Regions from separate parts of the Sus scrofa genome. Here regions 1 and 3 are each linked to region 2. A link is a contact called in public HiChIP or PLAC-seq data. All regions are on one chromosome and are shown on one strand. Each heading gives the region's core, a stretch centred on a gene start, on an enhancer-like site or on the middle of the called end of the contact. The rest is flanking DNA. Distances are from core to core; before and after follow the strand shown.

Region 1 (4,639 bases), core at 555-3,054, 240 kb before region 2:
AAACATAAGAAGTTGCAGTGAAAAGGGCCAGCTTTTAAACATATTCATCAACAAAGCTTGAATAAGCATCTACAAAGAGCCAGGTTATGCTCCAGGCACAGGACATTGGAAAGGAAGAAGATTAAGTCTCAGGAGTTTATATACTGTAACGGGGTGGGATGGGAGGAGCACAGGGGTTTAGGAGAGTTGGGTTCCAGACCCAGTTCTGGCATATTACTAGCCATACAAGTGTGAGCAAGTCATTTAACCTTTGAGCTTCAGCTCTTTAATCTGTAAAATAGGTCTAAGATCTGTGTTTTGCCAACCTCACAATGTAATCACAAGGATCAAATAAAAATGTGTATGCTAGCTCTTTGAAAACGGTACGCAAACGTAAAAGTTACCATGATGATGAATCAGTCTTCAGAACTTAAAACAGTCCTGTTTTCCACAGTATAAGGAACTGCCCTGTGAAACAATACAACTGAGACTGTCATTAAAAATGACCTTGAACTCTCTGATGGATCAGAGTTTTTTTTTAAATCCAAAGACAATCTCCCCCAACCTTTTCTATTCTTTATCTCTACCTAGAGCCAAGTTCACCAACAAAATAGTTTCTAGCACCAATCCTGTTGACATATAGTATTTCATTCATATAAAATGCAATTCTTGGGGTCCTTAAGATTTGGACAGAATTCCTGCCAAGTCCCCAGAATCTTCAGCAAAAAATCAGAGCGATTAAGTGACTGATTCATTCCACCAAAAGTGAATATCCTAAAACACATTCTCACTTTTCAACTTATGAAAAACTCACTCTCACACTTTTGAGAATCCAGAAGGAAACATATTCTTCCCCTTTTCTCAAATTACACAATTGGAAATTAGTTTAGATACTTTGGTGCTCATCCAGCTGGTTGGCGGGGGATGAGGAGAAAACAGGAAGTGGGAGATTCTAGTTTAGCTGGACCACATCCAGGTCTTCATAAAGAGCTGCCTATTTTTGTTTCGCCTTGTATGTGAAAATGCTTTCAGCAAGAGCACTAATCTTGAACTTGTGGAAATATCTAGGCTATGGTTAACACCATCTGTCTCTGTAGTAGGTAAAGTCAGGTAGCTGGGGCTCAGGCCTTCAGCTTTCATTAACTGGAATTATTTCAAGTTCATGCTATTGGCTCACCTTTGCCTGGCACAAAGCTTTTCCTGTCGATTTTTCTGGGATATCAAAAATCTCTTTAATAAGGCTGACCTGGGAAGCTGAGCTTTGATTACTGTCTCCAAATGAGGCCTGTACAAGCTATCCTAGTTAAAACGTGTCACCTGAAAACTGCATGTTCAATAAAAAGATAAAACGGTGCCTTTCCACCGGAGGTCCCTGACCAAGGAGACTTCTTTATGAGTTTCCCCAAAAGTGGGGTGAGGAGGAATGAAGAGACTGTGTGGGTAGTGTCATTTTTTTTTTTTTCCTTGCAGACTTCCTCCTAGTGGTCCAGTTATCATTTCCTATCACTCCATGTCCCCCAGGCAGTGTCACCACCCCCTAAGGACTCTCTTTCCTTTTCTTTGCTTAGGCCTTCTTTGTGCTGGGGAGTCTTGGCGTCCTCCAGCAGAACCCAGGCGTTCTGAACCATGGACCCTTCAACCCTCCGGTGGTATCCGCCTCCTCGGCCCCCTCAAACGGCTCTCCCATCCGGTCACTGAAAAGATCAGCTGCCCCAGACATGGAAAAAGTCGCCCCTCTTCTTTGCAGGACTCCCTCCTTGAACTTCCCCAAGCACCCTCAGGGCGACGTGACACCACCCTAGGCAACCGCAGCTTCTTCCTTACCAGCTTTCCGCCCCCGGGGGGCGCCTGCCGGAGACCAGCGTAGGGACAGTTCACTGCCAGCTCTGCTGCTATCCCTACGGGATAAATCTAACATGGCGGAGAGAGACAGGGCCTAGTCCCCTGTTGCTCTGAGTGTCCAACAAGATGATTGGTTCTTGCCATTTGTCCCTCAAAACCACCACCCGATTGATTGGTCGAAGATGCGCTGGCGGGGGCGGGGCAGGAGCGCCCTGATCCTCACAACAATAACAAACACTGGGGCAAAGGGGCGGAACTACCAGTGCGCAGCCGTGGGCCGGAGCCTGGACACTGGCGGATTTCCTTTTCCCAGGTAAAAGCTGCGCCCGAAGTGTTCCCTTAGGTCACCGACCTTATAAGATGACTTGCTGGAGACTCGCGGGGCTGGATGGGAATTGTAGTCTTCCTAGGACTTGTAGGTTCTTTAGCCTATTCTCCGCTCTCAAGATAGCAAAACACAACGTTCCAATCCATATCTGTTGAGTGCATAAGCGCAGCAGAGCTCTTCAATTTATCAACTGGGTTGTCGTCAGAAGCCTGCCCGCTTCCTCTGTCGGAAGCTCCTCTCCTTAAGACTACAGTTTCCTAGGAACTCTGTGGCCAAGACCTTTCGATGCGCAATGCATGCTGGAAATGGTAGTTTTTTCCCTCCACAATTATTTACCTAAACTGGAGACGTCCATTGTGGAGGAAAGAGTGAGGGTACCGGCCTCTTCCTGTGACTGTTTTAAGCACTTACTCTCGCTTGTTTTCCATACTCACGCAGTGGTTCCGACTCTAGTACAGCAATCATTGTGACGTAATAAGTCGCAACTCCAAGCCTAGAGGTGAGGGGGTGGACGCCTACTGGAAAACTCCGGGAGAATTCGTTGTCTTCCGTCCCTTTCTAATTACGCAACGCGGGGAAAGAATGGATGACCAATCGGGAGCCCCGAGGGACTCGGCTCTTTCAGCTCCGCCCTTCCGTAACCTGTTTAGTTCTCGCATTCTGAAAGGCTCACGCTCCGCGATGGCGTTTCCGTGGCAACAGGAAAGCGCGGGAATTACAGATTAATTGAAACTGCGACTGCGCGGCTTGTGTTTTCAAGACCGAGGACGGTCGGGGGGCTTTTCAGAGAATTGGGCCTCTAGGCCCGGGAATCCCGGGCGCTTTGCCCTGAGTAAAGGTGAGAGAGCCCTGGGGAAGGGAGAGGAGTTTCTGGGGACAGGCGAATAAACAGGTATGGAGAGAGCTGCCGAGCAAGATGGGTGTTATCTGGCAAGGGGCAGGCGGAAGATGGAATCTGAGAAGCCTAAAACGTTGAGTCTGGGGAAATGAAGAGGAGGGGGGAACTTTGTGGGTCGCAGGATCGGGGGGGTGCGCTGAGGATAAGGGAGGGGCAGGGTGTGTTCGAGGGGGGATCTTGGTAGGAACTGGAATGGGTCTTAATGGGGACACCATGGTATAAGTAGACTGTGGGAGAAGGGGATCCTAAGGAAAAAAAGGGGGGCAGTAATTTGGGAAGAGGAGGAGACAGGATTTTATGAGAAGGAGAGCCCTTAAGAACTGGATTCATATGCGTTTCTGAGGAGGAACAAGAAGGAAGTGGAGGGGCGAGCTTCCCTAGGCACAGACGCTGCTGGAATGGATGTGCCTGAAGACGATCTTGAGATGAGTGCAGGCCAGTGGGAAACACTAGGGAAGGGGTGGGGAGCGTTGATTTTGATTTTAAGAGAGAAAAAAGAAAACATTCAGGATGATTGAAGAAGTAGGAGGCTATCACCACTCACCTCCCGGCCCCCCCCCACCCCCCGTGGCTTTCCTTTTCTTGGAGAAAGGAAAAACCGAAACTAAGTGGTTGGAGGCTAGATGTGAAAAAATGGTGAATTTAAATACTCTTATTTACAAAAAAGACAACTTAGAATTTTTTAAAGTAAGGCTTTAGTCATTATTTCAGTGGTTGGCCAGATTTTAAAGCATTCCAATCTTTATTTTTTTAATCACTGATGAACATAGATATGAATGTTGTTTTTTTATTATTTTTTAAATGACTTTTATTTTTTTTCCATTGTATATAGCTGTTTTACAGTGTTCTGTCAATTTTCTACTGTACAGCAAGGTGATCCAGTCACACATACATATATACATTCTTCTTTCTCACATTATCATGCTCCATCATAAGTGACTAGATATAGTTCCCAGTGCTAAACAGCAAGATATTCTTTTAAAATGATTTATTTAATTCATTGGAACAGGAAGAAATGGATTTATCTGTGGATCACATTGAAGAAGTACAAAATGTCCTTAATGCTATGCAGAAAATCTTAGAGTGTCCAATCTGGTAAGTTGAGAGGTTTTTTTTTATTTTTTGTTATCATATATTTTTTTGGCCAATCCCACAGCATGTGGAGGTTTTTTGGCCAAGGATCGAACCTGGACCACAGCAGTGAGCTGCTGTGGTGACAACACTATATCCTTAACCTGCTGTGCCACAAGGGAACTCCAGTCAAGAGTTTATTAATTTGAGGAGTTCCCGTCGTGGCTCAGTGGTTAATGAACCCGACTAGTATCCACTGAGGACACGCGTTCAATCCCTGGCCTTGCTCAGTGGGTTAAGGATCTGGTGTTGCCATGAGCTGTGGTGTAGGTCGCAGAAGCTGTAGCTCTGGGGTAGGTTGGCGGCTGCAGCTCCAATTAGACCCCTAGCCTGGGAACCTCCATATGCCACGGGTGTGGCCCTAGAAGAGACAAAAAGACCAAAAAAAAAAGAGTTTAATTTGAGATCTTCCTTATATAGTTATATCCTATGCAAATGATGAGAATTGACCTAAGATAGTA
Region 2 (4,294 bases), core at 1,766-4,265:
TCTAACAGACTGAGTTGATAAGTTAATCATTTTCCATCCCGGACAAAAACCTGCCAGGAAGAGAAAACCCCCTCTGCGCTTTGAGCCCTACTTAAGCAATCCCTTGCTACACTTGCAGCAAGCCTATTGCATGCCTGCCCTGTCACCAGAGAGCCCACTGTCATGACATGTGCAGACAGGAATGAGCTGGCTTCCCCGGAGGATGGGGCCCCTATCCTGTGTCCCCAGTGGTCTGAGATCCTATAGAGCAGCCTCCAGCTAGGACCTCCTTTTCTCAGGTGCCAGGACCACCTCCACGCCGAAAACCTCTTTAGACAGACTGTGTCCTATCTTTGTCTCAGGCCCCCGCTTTTCCCACTTCCGGTGACTCTCAGAATTAGGAAGAACTCAGAGCCCCAACCCCAGCCTCAGACAGGGCAAGTTCACCACCCACAGACGGGCTAAGGAGGCTGGCTAGCCCAGCGCAGCCGCTGCATTTAGTCCCACAATCACAGCAGGTCGGAGCGGCTGGGCAGGGGAAGCCTCTCTAACTTTTGTCAAATAACCGTAAGCCCAGTACCTCAGGCTCATTTCATTCCAATCAGTCCCTGCTTTTGCCGCAACTGCAGTGCTGAAATGCCGCCCTCTTGCCACTTTGAGCTTCACGTGGCGGGGGGGCCTCCCTTCCCTCTGGCCCACCGCTGTTCCCAAGTCTCATCCCCTGGGTACTCACCTGCCACATCCAGGTCCAGCTTGAAGTGGAAGGCGTGTGTGTGCACCGCCCCCAGCACTCGCTCCCCTACTCGGTTCCCAAAGAGGAGGCTCTCCTCTCCGCTAAGGAAAGCTGTGTTGATGTAGCCCGTGGCACGGACCCGCCCTTCAAGTGCCCCGTTTGGGTGCAATACAAAGTCCCAAATGTAGTCATAGTTGCCTACGGAGGATACAGACCTGACTACAAGGGCTGAGCCAGCCAAACCACCATAGAAATGACTCTGAAGGTGATTGTGGTGCCTTCGGAGGGGTACCCCCTGGGCCTCCTCGAATACACACACAGCCCCTGGGAGCAGCTGGACTGCCCCTCTGCCCACTAACACGTGGATGTCCACCATGGTAGACTGATAGGGGCAGTCCACTCCCCGCACCAAGCCCCGGCTGTGACGGCCAAGTCCATAGCTGCTATCCAGGTATCGGGTCATCATTGTCTTGGGTGAATCGGCACCATAGATGGATACACATTCCTGGACACTAACTTCATAGGCCACTCGCTCGCCCTTGAACCGAACATCAAAAATCCTCAGGCCACTGAACACCCCATGGCCAAATGTAAATGTCCAGAGGGAGGATGCCACCAGGTGCCCTTGTACACTGTACCGGGAGCCTTGGGGTGAGAACTGAAGAGGGGGAAGAGGCCCGGGGGAGATCCGGGACCGCAGGGATGAGGCCCCATCTGGCAGGGGTAGAGGAACTCTAACCACCTCCAGCCGGCCAGCCTTAAACTCCCATTCCAACTGGCCCAAGTCGGCATAGTAGCGCCCAAGGTAGAAGACCTGCCGGACAGCCCAGCGGACAGGGTCCAGAGCCCTGTGGTCCAGCAGGAGCTCCAGCCCCACAGGATGAAGAAAAATCCCAACACCTGAGATGTTATGGTAGAGGGCCATCCAGGTAGCACGGTCCCCTGAGCGTAAGCCACGAGGGGTGGCATGCAGAGCTGCCAAATTGGAGCCATTGTAGCTGCAGACAGAAGCCAGGAAGACTGGTGCCTTGGGGAGCTCCACCTCTTTCAAATGCTTCCACATCTGGGCGGACTCATTTCCCAGCACGGGGCGTCGGTGGTAGGGCAGGGGGCCTCCGTGACGCTCCACAGTCACATCCCGCACGTAGGAGGGCTGGGGCAGCGGCCCCACCACCAGCTCGGTCACATTGGGCTGGGGTTGTCCGCCAAAGAAGATGATGGCCAGGGCCTCCCGGGCAGGCGGGGGACTCCCCCTGTCCAGGTGGGCCAGGGCTGCCGCCTTGGGGGGCAGCTGCAGCTCCACTGAGAAGATGCAGTTGTCTGCGGGTCGGGCCTGGGCGGCCTCCCCCAGGCCTGGCCCCAGTTTCTGGGTCAGAAAGTTCATCACAGCCGTCAGCTCTTCTCGGCTCAGGTCTGCAAACAGCTGGCTCTGGCCAGGGTGTGTCCAGGGCTGGGCACTGTGGGATACAGAGGGGCAGTGGGGAGGCTGGCTGGAGCCACCTTGGCTGGTCAGCAAGACATAGGCCAGAGCAAAGATGGTAATGAGGGACAGTGCCAGCAACACGAGGACTACCTTGAGGTTCATGGTGAAAGCTGAGAGCTGAAATGAGAGGCCTACCAGCAGCTCCTTCCAGTTACTGACATCAAATCCCAGTTTATATGCAGTGGGATGGAGAGGAATAGAGAAAACTCCGCCCTGTGGGTTGGACAGGAAAATTCTGACCTTGATTTATATCATTCTGCTCCAATTTTCTGTTCTGTGGTTTGGCTCAAGGTATTCCTTCCACGTGCACAGCCTCTCTCCTCCCCCTGAACTCCTCCCAGCAGCATGGTCAGTACCCATCACTATTATTTAGACCAGATTAGAGGGCATTTGTATATACGCTAAACTCTACTTTCCACCCTGAATGGGTCTGAGGAAGAATGCAAATCTCAGGTGCCCAGTCAAGTCCTGGGTGCTACATGCAGACACTCTGTCCATTTTCCTACCTCCTGGCAGGCACTACCCCCAACATTTCCAGGATCCACTGCCCAGTTCAGCGGTAAGCACTGTGTTCTGCCAGCTGCCTAAGGCCAAGCCCTTGATTTGTAGTCTCAGACCACTTGCATGTAGTTGGTGGGAAAGGAGCAGCGAAGGCCTAGGCGCAGCAGTCAGACCTGTACACCAATCGTGGGTTCCTAAGCTGTGTGATCTCAAGGGCATTACTTATCATGAATCTCAGTGTCCTCACCTATAAAGAAGGGATAAAACTTCCCCAGAGATTCATGAAAAGTAAATGTGATCATGCCCAGAATGCTTAGCGCCTGCCACAGGGGAGGTTCAAAAATTGTCAGCGATCTCTGAAACAGAACAGAGCAGATGAACCTCCATTGTTCAAGACCCTAAATCTTTTTCTGCAGAGACAATGGGTACCAGATCATCGGATATGAGAACGCTACTTTGCAAGGTGGAAGTTGAAGAAACTTTATTTCAGAGGGAGCTAGGGTCCTAGACAGCCCTCCAAGTCATTTGAAAACCAAAACCAGGGGTCCCTGGCATCACCTCAAGAAACTTAAGACATTATTCGAAGGGAAGTATTAGTATAAAGTAAAGGAAATGACCGAGTAGGTTGTGCCTTGAACCGGGTGATTCCCCACGCACGGATCTAGAGCAGCCTCTACTGGCAGTTCATGGGTATCGCTGGAGAAGGAAGGAAGGAGCTGGGGTCTTGTGAGGGTAGAAGGCAGCTTAGGTCTGGGAAGAGCTAACTTTCATGTGATTCAGCCTGAACACAAATGAAGGACCCACCCTTGCCTCTTGGGAGGCAGAAGCCTCCATCTTTCCATTATTCCCAAGAAAAGAGGCAGCTCAAATGGTATAAAGACACCCCATAGGGCGGCTGGAGGTATACACATGGAGGTGAGTATCCCAATGTGCACAGAGTACGGGTGTGTCCCTGGCCACCAGAGCATCGCATCAGGGTCTGCGGCTTTAGAAAGAGGTCAAAGTACCTGTATTTTTAATAATTTCTTGACATGGTAAAAGAATTTTACATTACGATCCAAGGGTGGTAAGGTGGGGAGCAGGGGCACTAGAACAATCCAACAAACAAAAAGGGAAACTGAGAAACACATGTTGGGAGGAAGGGAGGGTTTTCGTTGAAAGGGGTCTGAGGGTGGGTAGGAGCACTGCCCAACTAAAATGCAATTGGTTTGTTACTGAGTACTATTCACGGGAAGACCACACCCGAACTCCTTCTCTACAGCGCACTGGGAGTAAAGATGATGCATCCAGGTGGAAATATGATTGGAGGTTGGAAGACAGAGACAAGACAAAGAATAAAAGTCAGAATTAGACACCGAGAGAGTCACCGACAGACTCTCTCTCCAGTGGTGAGAATAAAAAAGTGGGGGTTGATGAGGGTCAACACAAAAGCTGTAACAAGTGATATCTCCAGACGATTCGAGAGATAAGAGGCAACTCTTCTATGGTTTTGACTTGCCCAACAGATGTCCACATACACACAACGTGTACATGCCTACGTGTGCATGCACACACATACACATACAAGTGACTGCTTTCCCTGGAAGCACAACACTATA
Region 3 (4,327 bases), core at 1,064-3,563, 130 kb before region 2:
GGGGCTTTTGGTTGTCACCAAATGAGGGTGGGGGAAGAGGGAGGGGCTCAGAATGTCTTAGGTTCTCTAGGGCCCAAGTCAGGGATGCTTAAAACAATTCCACACGGAAAAATGTCAGGCAAAAGGTTCAGTATATTTTATCCACTTAGGGCAGTTGGACCATTAAAACATTATGAGGCTGATGAAAGTAGTAGTCTAGGTCTCAAATGCAGATTTAGCTTTGGTATTTTACCACATCCCTGGATCTACCACCCAAGGTCTCTCACTGTATGAATGTTTTTTTCCCAGTCTAGTAATACAAGAAGCAGGCAGACACAGGGATATTTTCTTTTTTTTAATTTTAATGACCGAAATAAGACAGACCTAAAACCGCAGCTTCTGGAAGAACCATTTGTTCTTGCCGGTCTTGTATCTAGAAGGGGGGAAAAAGGGACACCAGTGAGGTGAGGAATGACATTAAGACAAAATTATCTTCACGGAGAACAGTGAAACTATATCCCATCATTCACCACCAAAGCCGACTTACCTCTCCTCGAACTTGACCTTGGCCTCTCGTCGGGCCTTGCGTTTGAGTGCAGGGTCTCTGAAGACATCCTTATTGACAACAGTTTTGTCCAAGGGGATATCCACGGAGTACCTGGGGACAATGGCAGAGGTAGGAGCAGCCCATATGCTGCCAAAGCTCTCACTATCCCCACCATGGGACACTGGTTGACTCCACAGGAACTATTATCAAAAACTGCTGGAGTTCCCATAGTGGCTCGGTGGTTAACAAACCCGACTAGGAACCACGAGGTTGTGGTTCAATCCCTGGCCTCGTTCGGTGGGTTAAAGGTCCAGCATTGTTGTGGCTCTGGCTAGGTCCGCAGCTATAGCTCCGATTAGACCCTTAGCCTGGCAACTTCCACATGCCGTGGGTGTGGCCCTAAAAAGACAAAAAACACCCCACCCCCAACAAGTTTTCTTGTGGCTAAGTGGGTTAAGGATCTAGTGTTGTCACTGCAGCACTTGGGTCATTGCTGTGGTATGGGATTGATCCCTGGCCCAGAACTTAGGCATGCCTCACGTGCGGCCAAAAAGGGAAAAACAAAACAAAACAAAAAACTGCTAAAGTCCTGATGATGTTCTTTGGAAACACCCAATTTTAATAAATTCATTTACATCGAGTCAAGCCACTGAAAAACTTCATTCTTGATTTTTCACAAGTACCTACCCTCTAATAACTACTATCCTTGCGTGGAAGAGGGCAATTCAGATCCTATGTCTGAGTTTACTGTGGCTGGAAAGAAATGGAAGAATCTTTACTCAACACTTAGATCAAGACAGGAAGAGATTTTTCGATCCAGCTTGGCCAAGTCAGGCAAGTCTCTAGACAACTGGAAACCACAGCCAAGGGGACAAATTGAAGATGATGTCTCCTCCCTACACTGGAGTGGCTATAAGGGTGTCTCCTTACTCAGCCGGCCAGAGAAAGGGAAAAGGTAGAAAAAGTCACTTTCATTCCCATTCTTGAAATGCTCACCTTGTGGGCATGAGGTGATTATAATTATAAACTTTCACAAAAGACTTAATCTTTGATCTCTTGGCAATTTTCTTCTTGCCCATGGCAGCTGTCACTTTGCGGGGATAGCGATCAATTCCAGCCACCAGAGCATGGCTGTAGGGTCGGTCTGAGGTGCCATCATCAATGTTCTGATTGAGCAAGGAGTACATTTGTTATTTATAATTACTTAAAAAAAAAAAAAAAAAAGAATTACTTCGTCATTGCTATTTACACCCTGAGCTAGATGTAGGGCGTGGATAAAGAATAACCCCACCCCATAAGTCTCTAAGACCCACTATTATAAAAACCATACAAAGCTAACATTTAAGTGCTATAGTAGTATATACCCAAAGAGTAATAGCAATAAGGGTGGTATCAATCATTCCTACCAGGAAGATGCTAAGTGACTATTTTGACTATGAAACAATTCCTTGCCAGCTGCAGCACCTAACACGCTGGCCATTATTGCTACTTAAAACCTTTGGATACAAGATGCGTTGCTGCCCCATTCAACTCCTACTTTTTACTTTGCAACTTTCTCTCTCAAAAGCTCCCATGTATTCACCTCCATCCCTTAACTCGCAATGCTCAGTGGGTAAGGCTCCAAACTAAGCCTCAAATTCCAAGCTGCAGCCCCTCTACCCTCCCCTCACCGATCCCCGGGATAAGAGGGCGCACAGGCTAGTACCTTTACGATGACCGCTTTGCGTCCGGAGTAGCGACCAGCCAGGACCAGCACCACCTTCCCGGGTTTCATGAACTTGCCCATTTCTGCAGAGGAAGGAGAAGGAGTCGCTCAGGAATCCGCAAGTTCAAGCGGTGGGCCCGAACTTCAGGCTGCGCTCACTGTCGCCTCAGCTCAGGCCGCTTGCGGGTCGTGCTCGCAGGACAGGATCCGGAACGAAGCCGCCAGACCCCAAGGGACAGAAAGTGTCGACACCAACCCCCAAGTCGACCCCCAGGCCGCGGATGGCGGCGGATTGGGAAACCCTACCCAAACCTCTACTCACCAGCAGCGACCACTCGGGGATACAGCGGAAAGGAAGAAAGAGTACTTCCGCTAACCTTTCACCCCGCGGAGGGTGATCTCACTTCCTGTCCCGCCCCTCAGGCTTCGCTCCCGCCCCATGCGTAGCGCTCCGAATCCGTGTTGAGGGCGGAAGAAGCTCTTAAGGGAATAGGAAGGCTTGGCAGCCTATTTATTCAAAACAAACTTTATTAGCAGCTGCAGCAGTAGACAGGGCAAAGGAGCTGTGCCTCCCTCGGAAGGCTTTTACCGAAAGGCAGCTGTCCACCGTCCCCCTGCCAGTAGTTCCTTTGTGTGGCGCTAGGAGGTGGGGGAGGCGCAGTTTGAAATTTACCTTTTTGCCTTGGAAGAGTCGGGAACGAAATGGGACATTCATAGTGCCAACTGTGTGCCCTGTCAGGCTAAGGAGGGAGAGACGAAAATCAATCGAATCAGAGTACTTGCCTTCAACATTTAAAGTCTACTGATGTCAGAGACATAACGGACTAGAATAGGAGAGAGAGATGAAGGACTTTACGGTGATGCCAGCAGCTGTATACCTTGTGTCAGACCCAGCTTATTTACATATGTTATCTCTTTTGATCCTCATAACAACACTAGGAGATGAAGCACTGTTATCTCCATTCTCCTGTTGAAGATCCTTTGGCTTAGAGAGGTTAAGTAACTTGCCCCAAATGCACAGTTAGTAAGTGATCAAGCTGGGGACGCAGACTCAAGCAGTCTTCCCGAGCCCATGCTGTTTACCCCGTCCCCAAACTGAGCACCTACTCTGTGTCAAGCAAGATGCTAGGCACTTTAGGTAGGTCAACTGCCTTTTTAATTCTCACAACTCTGCATCTTAGGTATTCCCATCACTCATTGGAAGTGTTTATTTTTTAAAAACCTAATTTTATTTATTTTTTGGCCGCACCTGCTGGCATGTGAAAGTTCCCCGACCAGGGACTGAACCCACACCGCAGCAGGGACCCAAGCTGCTGCAGTGAGGACATAGGATCTTTTAACCAATTGCACCACAAGGGAACTCCTGGAAGAGTGTTCTTAGATGGTTCTTTTTTTTTTAATTAAAGTGTGGTTGATTTACAATGTTGTGCCAATTTCTGCTGTACAGCAAATTATATGTACATATACACATTCCTTTTTTTTTTTTTTGGCCATACCTGAGGCATGCATATGTTCCTAGGCCAGGGATCAAAACTGTATACATTTCTCTTATTTTTGCTTTTTAGGGGCCAAACCTATGGCACATAGAAGTTCCCAGACTAGAGGTTGAATCAGAGATGCAGCTGCTGGCCTGTGCCATAGCCATGCCAGATGTGAGCCATGTCTGAGACCTATACTGCAACTCTCAGCAACACGGGATCCTTAACCCACTGATCGAGGTCAGGGATCAAACCCACATCATCATGGATATTAGTAGGGTTCATTACCACTGAGCCACAGTGGAACTCCCTACATTCTTTTATATTCTTTTCCATTATGGTCTATCCCAGATTGGATGTAGTTCCCTGTTCTATACAGTAAGACTTTGCTGTTTATCAATTCTAAATGTAATGGTTTGCATCTACTAACTCCAAACTCCCAATCTATCCCACTCCCTCCCTCCTCCCACTTGGCAGCCATGGTCTGTGCTCTATTAGATGTTTTTTTTTTTTTTTTCAGATGTTATTATGAACTTTTTTTTTTTTGTCTTTTTGCCATTTCTTGGGCCGCTCCCACAGCATATGGAGGTTCCCAGGCTAGGGGTCTAATCGGAGCTG

The links. HiChIP or PLAC-seq counts read pairs in DNA pulled down with a chosen protein or histone mark.
Region 1: an H3K27ac HiChIP or PLAC-seq map of alveolar macrophages shows a contact between it and region 2. The contact joins the promoter of BRCA1 here to the promoter of AOC2 in region 2. A contact is called at or near these places in 3 of 47 Hi-C or Micro-C datasets (embryonic fibroblasts, liver and skeletal muscle) and 1 of 2 datasets of contacts at active chromatin or transcription factors (alveolar macrophages).
Region 3: a contact with region 2 is called in an H3K27ac HiChIP or PLAC-seq map of alveolar macrophages. The contact joins the promoter of RPL27 here to the promoter of AOC2 in region 2. A contact is called at or near these places in 2 of 5 promoter capture datasets (fetal liver and liver), 2 of 47 Hi-C or Micro-C datasets (embryonic fibroblasts and skeletal muscle) and 2 of 2 datasets of contacts at active chromatin or transcription factors (alveolar macrophages and skeletal muscle).

The regions. Positions count from the first base shown.
Region 1 is chr12:19,786,283-19,790,921 of Sscrofa11.1, forward strand. It overlaps BRCA1 (breast cancer type 1 susceptibility protein), which reads left to right and starts at 1,805. Exons shown (of 24, transcript XM_021066931.1): 1 at 1,805-2,987; 2 at 4,057-4,142. The coding sequence starts at 4,063. NBR1 (next to BRCA1 gene 1 protein) reads right to left here and starts at 2,732. Exons shown (of 21, transcript XM_005656955.3): 1 at 1,804-2,732.
Region 2 is chr12:20,024,952-20,029,245 of Sscrofa11.1, forward strand. AOC2 (retina-specific copper amine oxidase) reads right to left here and starts at 3,016. Exons shown (of 4, transcript XM_003131393.4): 1 at 713-3,016. The coding sequence starts at 2,297. It also overlaps a transcript of PSME3 not described here.
Region 3 is chr12:19,891,889-19,896,215 of Sscrofa11.1, forward strand. RPL27 (ribosomal protein L27) reads right to left here and starts at 2,314. Exons shown (of 4, transcript NM_001097479.1): 1 at 2,232-2,314; 2 at 1,523-1,692; 3 at 527-637; 4 at 322-412. The coding sequence starts at 2,312. The coding sequence ends at 364.